2 separate regions of the Sus scrofa genome follow, and region 2 is linked to region 1. The links are chromatin contacts, called in public HiChIP or PLAC-seq maps. All regions are on one chromosome and are shown on one strand. The core of a region is the stretch at or near the end of the contact, and the rest is flanking DNA. Distances in the headings are between cores, read along the strand shown. Region 1 holds the start of LOC100155195 (guanylate-binding protein 7). Region 2 overlaps KYAT3 (kynurenine--oxoglutarate transaminase 3).

Region 1 (7,056 bases), core at 209-2,708:
TGGGCCATTATTCCTTTGTACCCACACATTCCTCTCCTGAAGAACTGCACTCAGATTTCTGAACTGAAAGTGCTTCAAGGGTGAGCTGCTTAGAGTGCTGACCCATCCACAGCTGTAGGCTTTCACCAAACTCTGAGTAGCAGGATGTAAAAATTAAGACTCTTCCTCTCAGAATTTTCATTACACCCGAAGCTGAGGACACTAGGTGACACATAAGCACAATTTCTGAAGTTAGATGGTAGACCATTTTTTCTGGAGTTAAATCATTAGGAAATGAAGAAAAGTTCATTTCGGTTCAATCGAGCTTCGTTGACCACCTTCAGGTTAGGAACCCATTTTAGTCACTCATCCTTTTCTAATATTACACTTGCAGAGTAAGAATTACGGAATAGAATTTTTTAAAAGTACTTCTCCTGAAGCAATTACAAACAATGCAAGCTGGAAGTAAGACTCCGAATTTACGTTCCCCCTTTGCACGTAATAACATATGTCATGGTTTAGAGCCAGGCATAGCTAAGTGGTGCTACTGTCTTCATTTCAAAACACACATCTTTATTCACAATAACGAAAAGTTAACGAAAACACAGAGAGGAGAACAAGACAGCCAGTACAAGACTAAGAGTGAGAGAGAAAAAAGAGAAATGTCTTGAATCCAGGTAACTTAGCACAGATTAAGTTTATTTGGCTTTAGGTCATGTGCCGTCTCCCCCTAAATCAATCTCCATGGATCAGGAATTCCCGGGCCATGGTAATTGTCCCAGCTTGGGTTCATGCCTTGAATCTGCCAAGGTTAGCCTCAGGATTCTAGAAATATCTGTCCCTGATATTGTTGCATATACTTTTTTAGAGTTACCACATGCTTTGCAGCTCCAAATAGTGTATCATTCTGTCTAACGAAATAAACTTATTAGCAATCGGGCAAAGGACTTTTTTTCTAGCAGCTAGGCAAGGCTGCAGAGGGAACAGGTGCAAAAGCACCTGCTCTTGGTGATTCTTGGCCTTAGAACTTTGAGATCATATTCTACCGTCCTTCTTGTCCCTCACTGCCAACTGAAATACAGCTGTGGTAGTGACTCTGTGCCCTGTAGGAGTAAAACCCGGTAACAGAAACTGGTGACTAACAGAATTCTTGAGTTCATTTTACAGAACAGCAGATAAGGAAACAGCTTATTTAAAACAAACAAACCAACAAAAAAACCCAAAAAACTCTCTTCTTAAAAAACTGGGTGAAAATGGGTAGAACCAATATGATTGTACAGCGTCTGCACGGAAGAGACTTGTTTATCCCGCGGGTGACCTGTTGACATCACAGTTCAGAATTCTCCAGCGTGTTTCATTATCAACTCCCCCTCAATTTACGCATGCTCCCAGCGAAGAAGCATGTAACTTAGGAACACCTGCACAGAACACCAATCCCCTCCCCTTTACCCCAAGCTCCTCCCCTTCTGGGAGGCAGACCTAAGACTCGTTTTTCTGCCTCTTTATTTGGTGGCTTTGTCAATAAACTTTCTTGGCTGCAAACTTCAGCGTCTCAGCGTTTTGGTTTGCAGCTCCTCCAGTAAAAGGACCCGATTCCCTAACAGCAGCAGCCAAGCCGTTAACCTACAGGTAAGTACAATGATTTAAAGGATACCAAATCTGAATCAACTCCCAACCACCAAATCTGGATTCACCCTCAATCTATATACGGTTCTCCCTCCTCAGCTCCCAAGCCCTAACCCTAATCTGGATCCACATTAGTAAAGGAAAAGGAAAAAAATTCTAAGTATATGCAACTAAGTAATAGTGAATGTATCGGGGCTATAAAATCTAGAATTTTATGCACACTCATACTTCTATTGCTAAGAGAAAAAAAAAAAACCTATTGAGTTAAAAAAATACTTTTTTAAAAAAGGAAAAAGAAAGAAAATGAATCTATGAAACATAAACAAAACCTCTTCCTTTACAAAAGTACCCCTGAGAGACAGGCTGTGGAACGCTCGCTCTCATCCCACCCTTGCTTGGTTCACGGTTCACCATGGGGTCGAGACGCACTTGGGTTTACATTGCTAGGTGGGGATGAGTGGAGGAACCCCTGTCTTTGCCTGAATTCATCTAGGTTTCTGCCTCTGAGAAGAAAAAAAAAAAAAAAAAAAAAAAAAAAAAAGCCGCTCCCTTTCATTTTCACTTTCTTTTCCTGTAAACCAGACCCCTTAGTGGAGCTCCTTCAATAGGTCGCCCTCAGCTTATAAAGAGAAGAGTCAGTTTCCTGAGCAGCCAACGCAGGAGCCCGAGCGGAACCGGGCTCGCAGAGCACCTGTCCGAGGCTGCAGCATCCGCGCCAAGTAAGTTCGCTCACCCCCTCCCAGACTCATTTTCGTTAAATAGCACGAGTAAATCCCGCAGCGCCAAACCCACCCGGCTGGAGGGGAGGCCGCGGGCGCAGCGCGCGGTGGGAGGGTGCGCCGCCCCCGAGGCGCGCGGCTTGGACAGCTCAGCGTTTCCGTGGGGACCCCGGGGCTGCGAGACTCGCCCCGGTCCCCCGGACGCCAGTCCAGGGCTGCGGCACAGGGCTCTGCAAGGGCGAGGACGAGTGCATCCTTCCTCACCTACGCAAAGGGGCTGAGGGCCTTTCTAGGACTGGGGGACCCATCCTCGCCCGCACCCCGAGGCGCCGGGTAGGGTGCCTCCCCGGTCCCCTCCTCCCCTCCTCGGACAAGTTCGGACTGCCCCCTGCTGGGCACTGAGGGAGCAGAAAAGATGCTCCTGGACAGGGAATTTAAATCCTAGGAGATTCGCCATGGATTATTTTTGTATTAACACGATGTTCCAAATACTACAGAGCTGTTTTTATACGGACTAATTCAACCCCACTCTCCCTAAAAAACAAAACTGTAAATAATAACTGGAAGGTCTGATCGTGTTTGTCTATTATGCACTGTTTTTATTTATTTTATTATTATTATTATTATTATTATTATTATTATTTGTCTTTTTGCTATTTCTTTGGGCCGCTCCCGCGGCACATGGAGGTTCCCAGGCTAGGGGTCGAATCGGAGCTGCAGCCACCAGCCTACACCAGAGCCACAGCAACACGGGATCCGAGCCGCGTCTGCAACCTACACCACAGCTCACGGCAACGCCGGATCCTTAACCCACTGAGCAAGGGCAGGGACCGAACCCACAACCTCATGGTTCCTAGTCGGATTCGTTAACCACTGTGCCACGACGGGAACTCCTGCACTGTTTTTAATGACTGGTCCATGCACGAACTGCATCAGGTAACTTCTGATACTTGCTGAAAATACAAGGTGTGGGGTATTTTTAACTATCACTTTAGATAATTCTCCTGAACAGTAACCTTTGGAAACCGCTGGTCATATTCTACCATCTAGTAGTGCTCTTCTAGTCTACTGGTTTAGTTCTGAGCTTAAACATTTCTTGGTTTTGATACTTCAGGATACTTTGAATTAAAGAAAATCTTTGTAGACTCATTGACTCTTACACAAAGAACGATTTGTTAATATTCGGTCTCAGAAATAAAATTTTCAGTTTTTCTTGCTTATAGCTATTCACCTTAAAAATCAAACCATTATTTTACCAGCAATGATGGGTTTATCCATGGAGAGCAGAGGAACTGCAATTTGGGACAAGCAAACTATAGAAAAAGCCAGAGACAAGTCCAACAAAGAAGAAGATTATTTTATAGGGAAAAAAAAAGGGAGAGCGCTGGGGAGGGTGGTTTGGAAAAAAAAAAAAAAAAAGTTTGTGTTCAGGGTACCGAGTGGTTCTCATTGGCTGAGTTATCCAGGTAGCATATTCTTGTAAGCACTGCAGTGCACACCTTTTCTTGTTGGGGGCTGTCACTGGTGATTCCTTCCTGTTGGTGATTCGACCCTTGGGGTCTGTAATTGCCAATTCCTTCTCTGACCTCAGTCCTTCTGTATGAGAGTTCCCTCTTCCTGCCCCCCAGCGCCTTTGAGTGAAGTGGCCCTTTTTTCATTTGCACATAATACAGCAGTAATAGGTCATGGTTTATCCCCCATCTCTGTTCCCAATGCACTATACCAAAAAAAGGAAGGAAGGAAGGAAGGAAGGAAGGAAGGAAGGAAGGAAGGAAGGAAAAAATTGTACAGAGGAAGTCTGTTAAATAAATTCATGTATTTTTCTAATAAAAAGATTTCAGATACCTAATATTTCTTGGTGATCCACAGCTCACAGAACACCTTGATACAATGTAACACCTTGTCTTGTCTCATTGCTGATGATGGAAATAGTCCATGAATCCAGGAAAATTTATTTTCATAACTAAGGGCCTGTTACCAGCTGCACCATAATGAACCAAGCAAGAATTGTTGTTTTACCTATAAACTGGTAAGAAAATGGGGGCTTTAGAAGGAAGGCCCTTTTTTGAGGTCTTGGCAGACAAGGAGTGACTTGAACCCTCCTATGAACCCTGACAGCCAGCCTCCAGAACCTGAACTTGGACACCCCGGGGGAGCCCAGCGTTCCTCCAGCCTGCTTGCTTCTCCATCGCTGCCTCTCTCTCGGCTCGTTCTGCTGGGCAACACTGCCCGCCCCCCGTTTTCCTCAGGGGGTTCGTTCTCCCACTTGCTTACCGCAGGGAGGCGAGGGCTGCTGTTTCCGGCCAAAACCAAATCCTCCACTTTCATTCAGAAATGACCCTCTTCAGAGACATCCAACTTTAAAACGGTACCTACGTAGGGTTTACTGGGTACCAGCATCATTTTAAGAGCATTATAATCATCACGAGATATGTAACCCTCCTAATGGCCAACAGATTTTTGTACTTTTAGTGCTGTCATGTTACAGAAGGAAAAGCGAGGCACGGAGAAGTTAATCTTCCCACAGTGGGCACAGGCTGGTGAAGCTTGCGCAGTCTTGTCTTTGAGAAAAGAAAGGGACGGGCGAAGCTCTCGGACGGCTGTCTTTTGATGTCATGAAACATCCAATCCTTGTGATGAAATCATTTCAGAACACTGTAAACCAACTTCAATGGAGAAAATAAAAATCATTATAAAAAAACAAAACAAAACCGTAGAGCCTCACCCAGACATGAGACTCTGACAGACCCCAAAAGACCTTAAAATACCCTGGTTGCTTTTGCCTTTCTTCTCTGTGGGCTTAAATAAGAACTAGCCTTCGATTTCAGTTAATAAGTTAATTCCGACACACACCGCTTTGTGCGGTGCCATTTCTCCTGTGGTGCTGGGGTCGCCCCTTACCTTCTCTGTCAGTTTGTCAGTTTGCCCCCCAACACTCTCTCCACCATTCCCTGCCTGTTTCCAGCTGAGCATTCACCATCCTCCCGGATGCTGTTACGTGTTTTGATTCTTCACCTTCTAGAGTTTCTGTCTCTTCCGAGAATAGAAAAGGCAGGAGATTTTGTTCACTGTTTGATGCGAAGCACCTAGAACCGCGGCCGGCAGGCGGTAGTTCTCACTAAATATTTGTGCAGCTGATGAGAGACCAACTCATTCTGGACTCTAGAAAGCCTCTCTGGTCCCTCCTCCTCTCCTGCGTGTCCCATTCTGCCTCTACTTACCCCCCCCATGTTAACGTTCTTAAGGCTCCATCATCAGTGCTTTGTTTTCTCATTCTACTCAATGTATGCATCCCACGGGCAAGGTGGTTTTAGGGTTCAATTAAGGATCAATAAGAGAATGTAATGAAGTATCGGTCCAGGCCTTGACATACTAGGCTAAATACTCATCTTTTAGAAACATACAAAACAGAGAAAATTGATATTTATGTTCCACCAGCAGAAAGCTGATGTGCACATGACTGTGTGACCATGAGAGGCGTCTTTGGCATCTTGTGTTCTACTGAGTTGTTCTTCTGTGTTACAGCTTCCCATGGCATCTGGAGCCACCACGATGGACCCCATCTGTCTGGTAAAGAACCAGAACAATCATCTGACAGTAAATCCCAAAGCTCTGAAGATTCTTGGCGAGATATGTCAGCCTGTGGTGGTGGTGACCATTGCAGGGCTGTATCGGACAGGAAAATCCTACCTGATGAACCGCCTGGCAGGACAGAACCATGGTGAGTGTTGACCAGTGTGGTTCAGGACCATTTGCTTGGAAGTAGCCATAACACAGGCTGCTGATCCTCCTCCCTCCAATCGTGTGAAAGAGGAGCCTAACCCCTCCCATCGGGGAAAGGTCCTGATTGGCACCACCAAATCTATAGCTTCATCCCTCTCTCTTGCTTCTGTCCAGTAGGAGAGAGTTCCCCGCCCCTTCAGAACACCCACCTCCTTGGCCGTGATCCCATCCACTCCCATCTGCTCAGGGCTCATCTTCAGCAATTACTCCCTTCCTTTCTCCTCCCGCCTTTTGGCCCTAAACTACAGGGTCATCTCAAGTAGCACGCAAATGTTGTTCAACATGCGTTGATCTTTGAAAGGGATGGAAGGAAGAAGAGACAGCAAAATCCCTATACCCCACATTTCAGTGGGGCTACCGCCCATTCGGAGGGGCTTAATTTCACAACAAAACTTTGATAAACTATCCCCTTCTCTTTCTCTGACTAGTCTTTTCTAATACGTGAACTATACCACATACAGAAGAGTGCACAAAAATACATATATAATAAGGGTGATACAGTGATCTATTCAGTCACTGCCCAGATCAAGAAATAAAACACTGGGAATTCCCATCGTGGCTCAGCGGAAAGGAATCCGACGAGGAACCACGAGGTTGTGGGTTCAATCCCTGGTCTCGCTCAGTAGGTTGAGGACCTAGCGTTGTCGTGAGCTGTGGTGTAGGTCGCAGACATGGCTTGGATCCTTTGTTGCTGTGGCTGTGGTGCAGGCTGGCAGCAACAGCTCCGATTAGACCCCTAGCTTGGGAATCTCCATATGCCGCAGGTATGACCCTAAAAGGACAGAAGACAAAAATAAATAAATAAATAAATAAAAACACCAATACCCAAAAGCCCAAATCACATCCCACTAGAGCTCACCAATGTTTGATTTTCATAGTGCATTCTTTCACTCTTAAACTCGTTTTTACAGTCTATGTATATATTTCTTAAAATAGCTGAAACTTGATA
Region 2 (6,643 bases), core at 1,672-4,171, 110 kb after region 1:
GCACTCTCTACGAGAGGATAGTCCCGTGTACACGCAAGACTGTTGTCCAAACCCCCGGAAAGTGGAACATTGAGAGCGAACGCTTATGAAACCTGTGGACGCTGGGTGATCATGACGGGTCAGTGCTGGTTCATCGTCTGTCACGAATGTACCACTCTGATGTTGGCTGGCAAGGTTATTGGGGTGTCAAGGGAGTATAAGGGAATTCGCTATAACTTTACGCCCAGTTTTGCTCTGAAACTAAAACTGCCCTAAAAAATAGTGGGTTTTTAGGGATTTCTAAAATCTACATGCCCAGCACAGAAGCACAAAAGCATTTACTTTATAGCAAGTAAGACAGACGTTTTCTCTTCTTCATTCGGTCCTTCTTTAAAGAAAACACAGCCCATTCCTGCTGTTTTGGTGTGAAAACATCATCTGCTGTACTCATAGTTCACACTCAGCGTCTCCTCGCCCACTGTGGGATAAAAGCACTCATCCTGCTTGTATCTAAAGACATCGTTTCTGCTTTCTGAGTCTGCACCAGCTTTTGCACTGTAGCTTGAATTCATTTCATCATCAGAGCAATTGTGTCAGGTAGGCATTTTTTCTTTCAATAAATGAGGATACTGCATTTTGGAGATGTCAAATAACCTGTATCAATGAAAAACAAAAACAAAAACAAAAAACAAGGAAAACCACGTCTGCCATATCAGTAAGCAAAGGATGTTGCTGCCATCAAGCCATCACAATGGTAAGCCCTGAGGGGACTCAGGACAGAAACAGGATGCCCTCTATCCAGCAGTCAGCCACTGCAACCACCCCCTGCCATGAACCCCGAGGAGATCAGAGATGAGGGGTGCTGGCCCAGAGAGCTGAGGTGCACGTCAGAGGCGTGGCCTCCGTGAGCTGTAACTTTGCATCTGCCTGTGCACAGAAAAGTGCCAGATGCCTTTACCTGAGCTATCTGGTTTTCTTTAATTAACAGGAATTTTTTGATGTTCTAACTACCTGATCTTTGCTGCCGAAATTCTCTGTATCATGGCTCTTCCCTCGCCACTTGAGAGCAGGCTCTCAGAGAGATCAGAGAGGCCATGTCCTGGCCTTAGGGCCGCAGACTGGCTTCTGTCACTTAGTTATATGCATGTCCTTTTCTCTATGTCATTGCTGGATAGCTTATCTCTTTTTGGTGCTGGATCATATTCCATTGTTGGATATACCACAGTTTATCCATTCATTCACCTATCTTGGTTGCTTCCAGGTTTTGGCCGTTAAGAATAAAGCTGCTATATCGGAGTTCCCATCGTGGCACAGCAGAAACAAATCCGACTAGGAACCATGAGATTGCTGGTTCGATCCCTGGCCTTGCTCAGTGGGTTAAGGATCTGGCATTGCCGTGAGCTGTGGTGTAGGTCGCAGATGCGGGTTGGATCTGGCGTTACTGTGGCTGTGGTGTAGGCCGATGGCTATAGCTCCAATTAGACCCCAGCCCTGGAGCCTCCATATGCTGCAGGTGTGGCCCTAAAAAGACAAAAGACAAAAAAAAAAAAGAAGCTGCTAAAAACATCAGTGTGCAGGATTTTATCTGGACATGATTTTTCAATTCCTTTGGGCAGATACCAAGGAGAGCGATTGCTGGATTGTATACTAAGAGTTATCTTTAGGTTTTTAAGAAACGAACCTGGCAGCTTTTTAAAGTCAGCTTTATAAAGATACTGTATATCCATTTAGAGTATTCAATTCAGTATTTTTTTTTTCTTTTGGCTGCTCTAACAGCATGTGAAAGTTCCCAGGCCAGGGACTGAATCTGAGCTGAAGCTGCGACCTACACCACAGCTGCAGCAACAGTGGATCTTTAACTCACTGTGCTGCAGTGGAAACTCCTCAACAACTATTTTTAAATGTATATGCGGTGAAACGCTGCCACAGTCAGTATCACAACATTCCCATCAACCCAGAAAGATGTTTCATGTTCCTTTGTGGTCTGTCCTGCTGCTGATTTGCTCTTTGTCACCATAGATTATTTTGCTTTTTAAATTTTTATTTTATATAAGTGGGATCATGCAGTATGTACTCCTTTGTGTATGGTTTCTTTCATACACATAATGATTTTAAATTAGCCAGTGGTGTATTTTAGCTCATTCCTTTTATTGCTGAGCAGTATCCCATTGTGTAGATATATTATTTCTTTACCCATCTATTCTGTTGTCTATGGACTTTTTTTACAGTTCAGCTTTTTTTTTCTTTTTTTTTTTTTTACTTTATTTTATTTTGCTTTTGAGGGCCCCACCTGCAGCATGTGGAAGTTCCCAGGCTAGGGATCGAATTGGAGCTACAGCTGCTAGCCTACGCCACAGCCACAGCAATATGGGATCCGTAACCCACTGAGCGAGGCCAGGGATTGAACCCACATCCTCACGATTACTAGTCAGATTCGTTTCCCCTGCGCCACAGCAGGAACTCCCTGGACTTGTGTTTTTTTCCGGGTTTTAACTGTTTTGAATAGAGTTGTTATGAACATTTGCGTACAAGCCATAGGTTTTCGTCTCTCTTGGGTAAGTTCTTAGCAGTGGGTCATTGTGTGGGAGATTGAAGTAACTGCTAAGCACGTTTCCAGAGTGGTCGTGCCATCTCGCGCTCCCACGAGGGCTGGACAACAGTTCCAGCTTCATCACATCCTTGCCAACACTCAGCCTCTCTAATCTTAGCCTTTCTGGTGGGTAGTATCTAGTGGTACCTGGCTATGGTTTTAATTTGCACTTTCTCAATGATCTTGAGCACCCTTTATGTGCTTTTTGGTCATTTGTATATCTTCTCTGGCTGTCAAATTTTTCTGCCTTTTTTTTTTTTTTTCTGTAATGACTGCACTCATGGATACGGAAGTTCCTGGGCCAGGGATCAAATCCAAGCCCCAGTTATGACCCACAACTGTGGCAACACCAGATTGCTTAACCTGTTTAACCCACTGCGCTGGGCCAGGGGTCAAACCCTCGCCTCCACGGTGACCCAACCCACCGTAGTCAGGTTCTTAACCCACTGTGCCACAGTGGGAACTCCCTTTTTGCCCATTTTTAACTGGCTTGTTTGTCTTCTTATTGAATTGCAGAAGATATTTGCATATCCTAAATAAAGGTCTTGTGTAAGATATATGTGTGTAAATACTTTCTCTCATTTCGTGGCACACTTGGCAACTATTTAAGAGATATTTGAGCCACTGAATGGTATTGTAGGGAGGGGGAAAAATCCTTTCTCCTCTCCCCTCCTAGGTTTTCTGGCCGAGACCCTGAGAATCAGACTGAGAAAATACGGAGGAGACCAAGAGCAAAGAGACAGTGTAACATGTGCGTTGTGCACACACGCAGGAGACCTCGGTGAGGAGCCACTCAAAGAGGTGGTTTGAACTCGGCGTCTTAGCAACGAGCAGTAGGTGTGCAGAGAGGTGACCAAAGGGAAAGGAGTTTAGGAGTGGAAGGTAAGCGCTGTGCTAACAGGGTCCGCCGTGCGACATCCTCTGGCGCCCGCTCAGCTGGCGAGAGGCTGGATTGTCCCTGGTGACTGGACGTTGTTTCCCGTCCGGGTAAAAGGGGGGAGGCAGCGTTTCTTCGCTTCTTCTCAGTTGCCTTCAGCTAAAAATGACCCTTAGGTCAAGGTAACATATTTTGAGGTGGCATATCTGATTTCCTGGAGTAGCATAGATTTTTTAAGTCAAGCAGTAATTTAGAAAACATTTGGAGTGTTCCCCACGTGCTTTACATGGCATTTCTTTTAATCCTTGTAACTGCCCCCTACTGTAAGTACTAAGTTTTTCTCCAGCTGACTGGTGAGGAAATGCAGGTTTGGAAGTTGTTTAGTAGTTTTCTTTAATCACCCGCTCAGGGTCTGTCTTGCATGTCCCTAAGCTCTTCCCTGGAACTTTAGAAACTGGCGCCAGAGAGTGTACTCTTCAGTGGTGAAGATGGGAGGCACACCTTGTGTTTCATGGATAAAAGCAGACTGAGATTGGTTAGAGGAATAGATGAAGGAGAGCCTTGCTGAGGTTCCAGTTTCTGGTTTCAGTTACCCTTGAGGCTGGCTACCGTCTCATGGTGACATTGGCCTTTGAATACATTCCTCTTTTGCCCTAAACTGTTCACGCTGCATTTCTGTCTGTGCTGCCTAGAGATCTGATTCCTATAGTTTGAAGACCCTTAGGAAGTGGTACAAGTGCTAAGGAAGGAAGGGAAATGATACTAAGTTTCATCACTGTGGTTATTAGAACATCAGATCTGATAGGCAGACAGAAATACATCTCCGCAAAAGTAGTTTAGACAGAATATTTAGGATATTTGTCATCTCTCTCGTGATGGTTAATACTTGTGTTACAAGAGGGCATTCATCTTCTACATCAAAGTTTAAAATACGGGAAAAAGAGTGGGGACCATATAACTAAATACGCAATAGAAACGTACTACCTAACATTGCAAACACTGCGGATAACAGACACTCAAACAACAGGGGGACGAAGGCATAAGGTGTGATATATAACCTGAACTATTACCTACTAATTAAAGGTGAAATTCTTATGATGGCTAAGAAAATTCACAGAATGTTTAACATTCTCTGTTAAGAGACAACATTTTTAAAAATGCCTGTGATTGCACCTATGGATACCTACTTCGCAGCTCTAAAGGGTAATGGGTGTACCCGCAGCCTGGGTTCACATGAGCGCTTAACAGATAATCCCTTTCTGCTCCAGCCTGGTCTTGATGTACGTGAGTCCATCTGCTTCTCCCGCCTGGTGGTTGTCCTTGTCTCTCCAGAAAGCAGCTTTGGTATTTCTGTTTCTGGCCTTTTCTTGCACTCTTCGTTTTTGTCCTGGATTCCTACCCCGTGATTCCTAGATATTAACAGCCTTGCTTTCCCCAGCTTCGGCCCTGCACTTGGGAGGACTTTCCTACCCAAGTCCTGCACCATCTCAGTGCAGCACGTTGTGCAGACAGGGCTCTCGAATTACACGCAACTGAGAGTTGTGTACCTTTGGGTGTTAGGATAATGGGTAATATTTGTTTCTTCTTTCCAAACTTTTCAGGTACTATTGCAATAAACATTTTTAAAAATCAGAATGTGGACCTCCAATATGATATTAGTTTCAGATGTACGACCCAATGCTGGGACGTTTATATGCATTGAGAACTGATCCCCACAGTAAGTCAAGTAACCATCTGCCCCGTGCAGAGGTATCACAGTATTATTTACGATGTTCCTTGGGGCTTATTTATTACACGCCTGGAGGTTTGTTCGTCTTAATCCCCTTCACCTGTTCCCTCCACCACCATCCCACCCACCTTCTGGCAACCACTCATTTGTTCTCTGCATCTCTAAGTCTGCTTTCACTTCGTTTTGTTCATCTGTTTTGTTTTTTAGATTCCACACATAGGGGAGATCATGCAGAATTTGTCTTTCTTTGTCCAACTTACTTCATTTAGCGTTAACACCTCCTCGATCCATCACTGTGGTTACAAATGGCAAGATTTTATTTATTTTTTGTGACTTGAGTATACTCCACTGTATATTTACATCCTGTATCTTCCTTATCCACTTGTCTTTCAGTGGACACATACCTTGGCTATCTGTAACCAGTGATGCACTGAACATCAGTGAAGCATACATCTTCTCAATTTAGTGTTTCTGTGTTCTTTGGGTAAATACCCAGCGGTGAAATTGCTGAATCACATGGTAATTCTATTTTTAATTTTTTAAAGACCCTCCTACTGTTTTCCAAAGTGGCCGCACCAATTTACAACCCCACCAGTAGTGCACAAGGGTTCCTCCTTCTCCACATCTTCCCAGACGCTTGCTATTTTTGTTTTCTTAAGGATAGCTATGGTGACAGGTGCAGTTAGTGGTTTAAAGAGGTACTTAGCTTTTTCTTATGTCTGCCAAGAGTGGCATCTAGTGGTGATTCTGCAGAACTGCATGTTTCAGCTTCCCATGAACAACCAAAGATGCTGCTTGCTTTCTCCCTAGCAGTTCTGTGTTTATAATACCGCAGTACAGTGGACGTATGCCAGGCATTAATCTACCTGGGAAGGAAGGCCATCTCGGGAGTTAGTTGTCTAGAGATTGTACAGGCCCTACAGATGTTCCATAGTACACCTGGGGCTCATATTTAGTTCCTCGTAGGATTTCAGGTTTATTTTTATTGTCCGCATACTGGGTCCGCTCTGGACAATAATTCTTAGACAGGGAGCATTTGCACCTACTGCTGAATCTTGATGCCTTTGGGCACTGTGGGGCGTCTTAGACATTTTCACTCCTATATTCATTTCCTTGGGCTTCCTTAAAGAAGTAGCACAACCACTGTGGCTTAGACAACAAAAATGTATTCCCTCGTAGCACAGGAGGCCAGGAGTCCAAGGTGCAGGTGTTGGCAGGGTCGGTTCTTCTGAGAGCTGTGAGGGGGACTCTCCTCCTGCTTCCCCCAGCTTCTGGTGCTCCTTGACTCACAGAAGCATCATCCTCATCCCGCCTCAATCAGTAACTTGAACTAAAGCAAACTACCCTCCATAATGTGCGTGGCCTTGATTCGATCAAGAGAAAAGACAGAGGTTCCCCCCAGAAGAGGGAGTTCTGCTGCAGACTGCAGCTGCCACTTCAGCTCTTCCTTGGGTCTCCCGCCTGCCGG

The links. HiChIP or PLAC-seq counts read pairs in DNA pulled down with a chosen protein or histone mark.
Region 2: an H3K27ac HiChIP or PLAC-seq map of alveolar macrophages shows a contact between it and region 1. The contact joins the enhancer-like site here to the promoter of LOC100155195 in region 1. A contact is called at or near these places in 1 of 5 promoter capture datasets (liver), 4 of 47 Hi-C or Micro-C datasets (alveolar macrophages, embryonic fibroblasts and omental adipose tissue) and 2 of 2 datasets of contacts at active chromatin or transcription factors (alveolar macrophages and skeletal muscle).

What each region holds. Positions count from the first base shown.
Region 1 is chr4:127,355,336-127,362,391 of Sscrofa11.1, forward strand. LOC100155195 (guanylate-binding protein 7) reads left to right here and starts at 1,459. Exons shown (of 12, transcript XM_021090310.1): 1 at 1,459-1,608; 2 at 2,188-2,324; 3 at 5,850-6,045. The coding sequence starts at 5,856.
Region 2 is chr4:127,461,775-127,468,417 of Sscrofa11.1, forward strand. All of the region lies in intron 2 of KYAT3 (kynurenine--oxoglutarate transaminase 3), which reads left to right. Among named protein-coding and RNA genes, the nearest start is that of KYAT3, 14 kb to the left of the region's middle. Within about 2 kb of position 2,922, at least 1 of the 83 cell types and tissues checked has an H3K27ac peak or open chromatin away from gene starts, as enhancers often do. A contact at or near this core is called in alveolar macrophages, where this site is marked.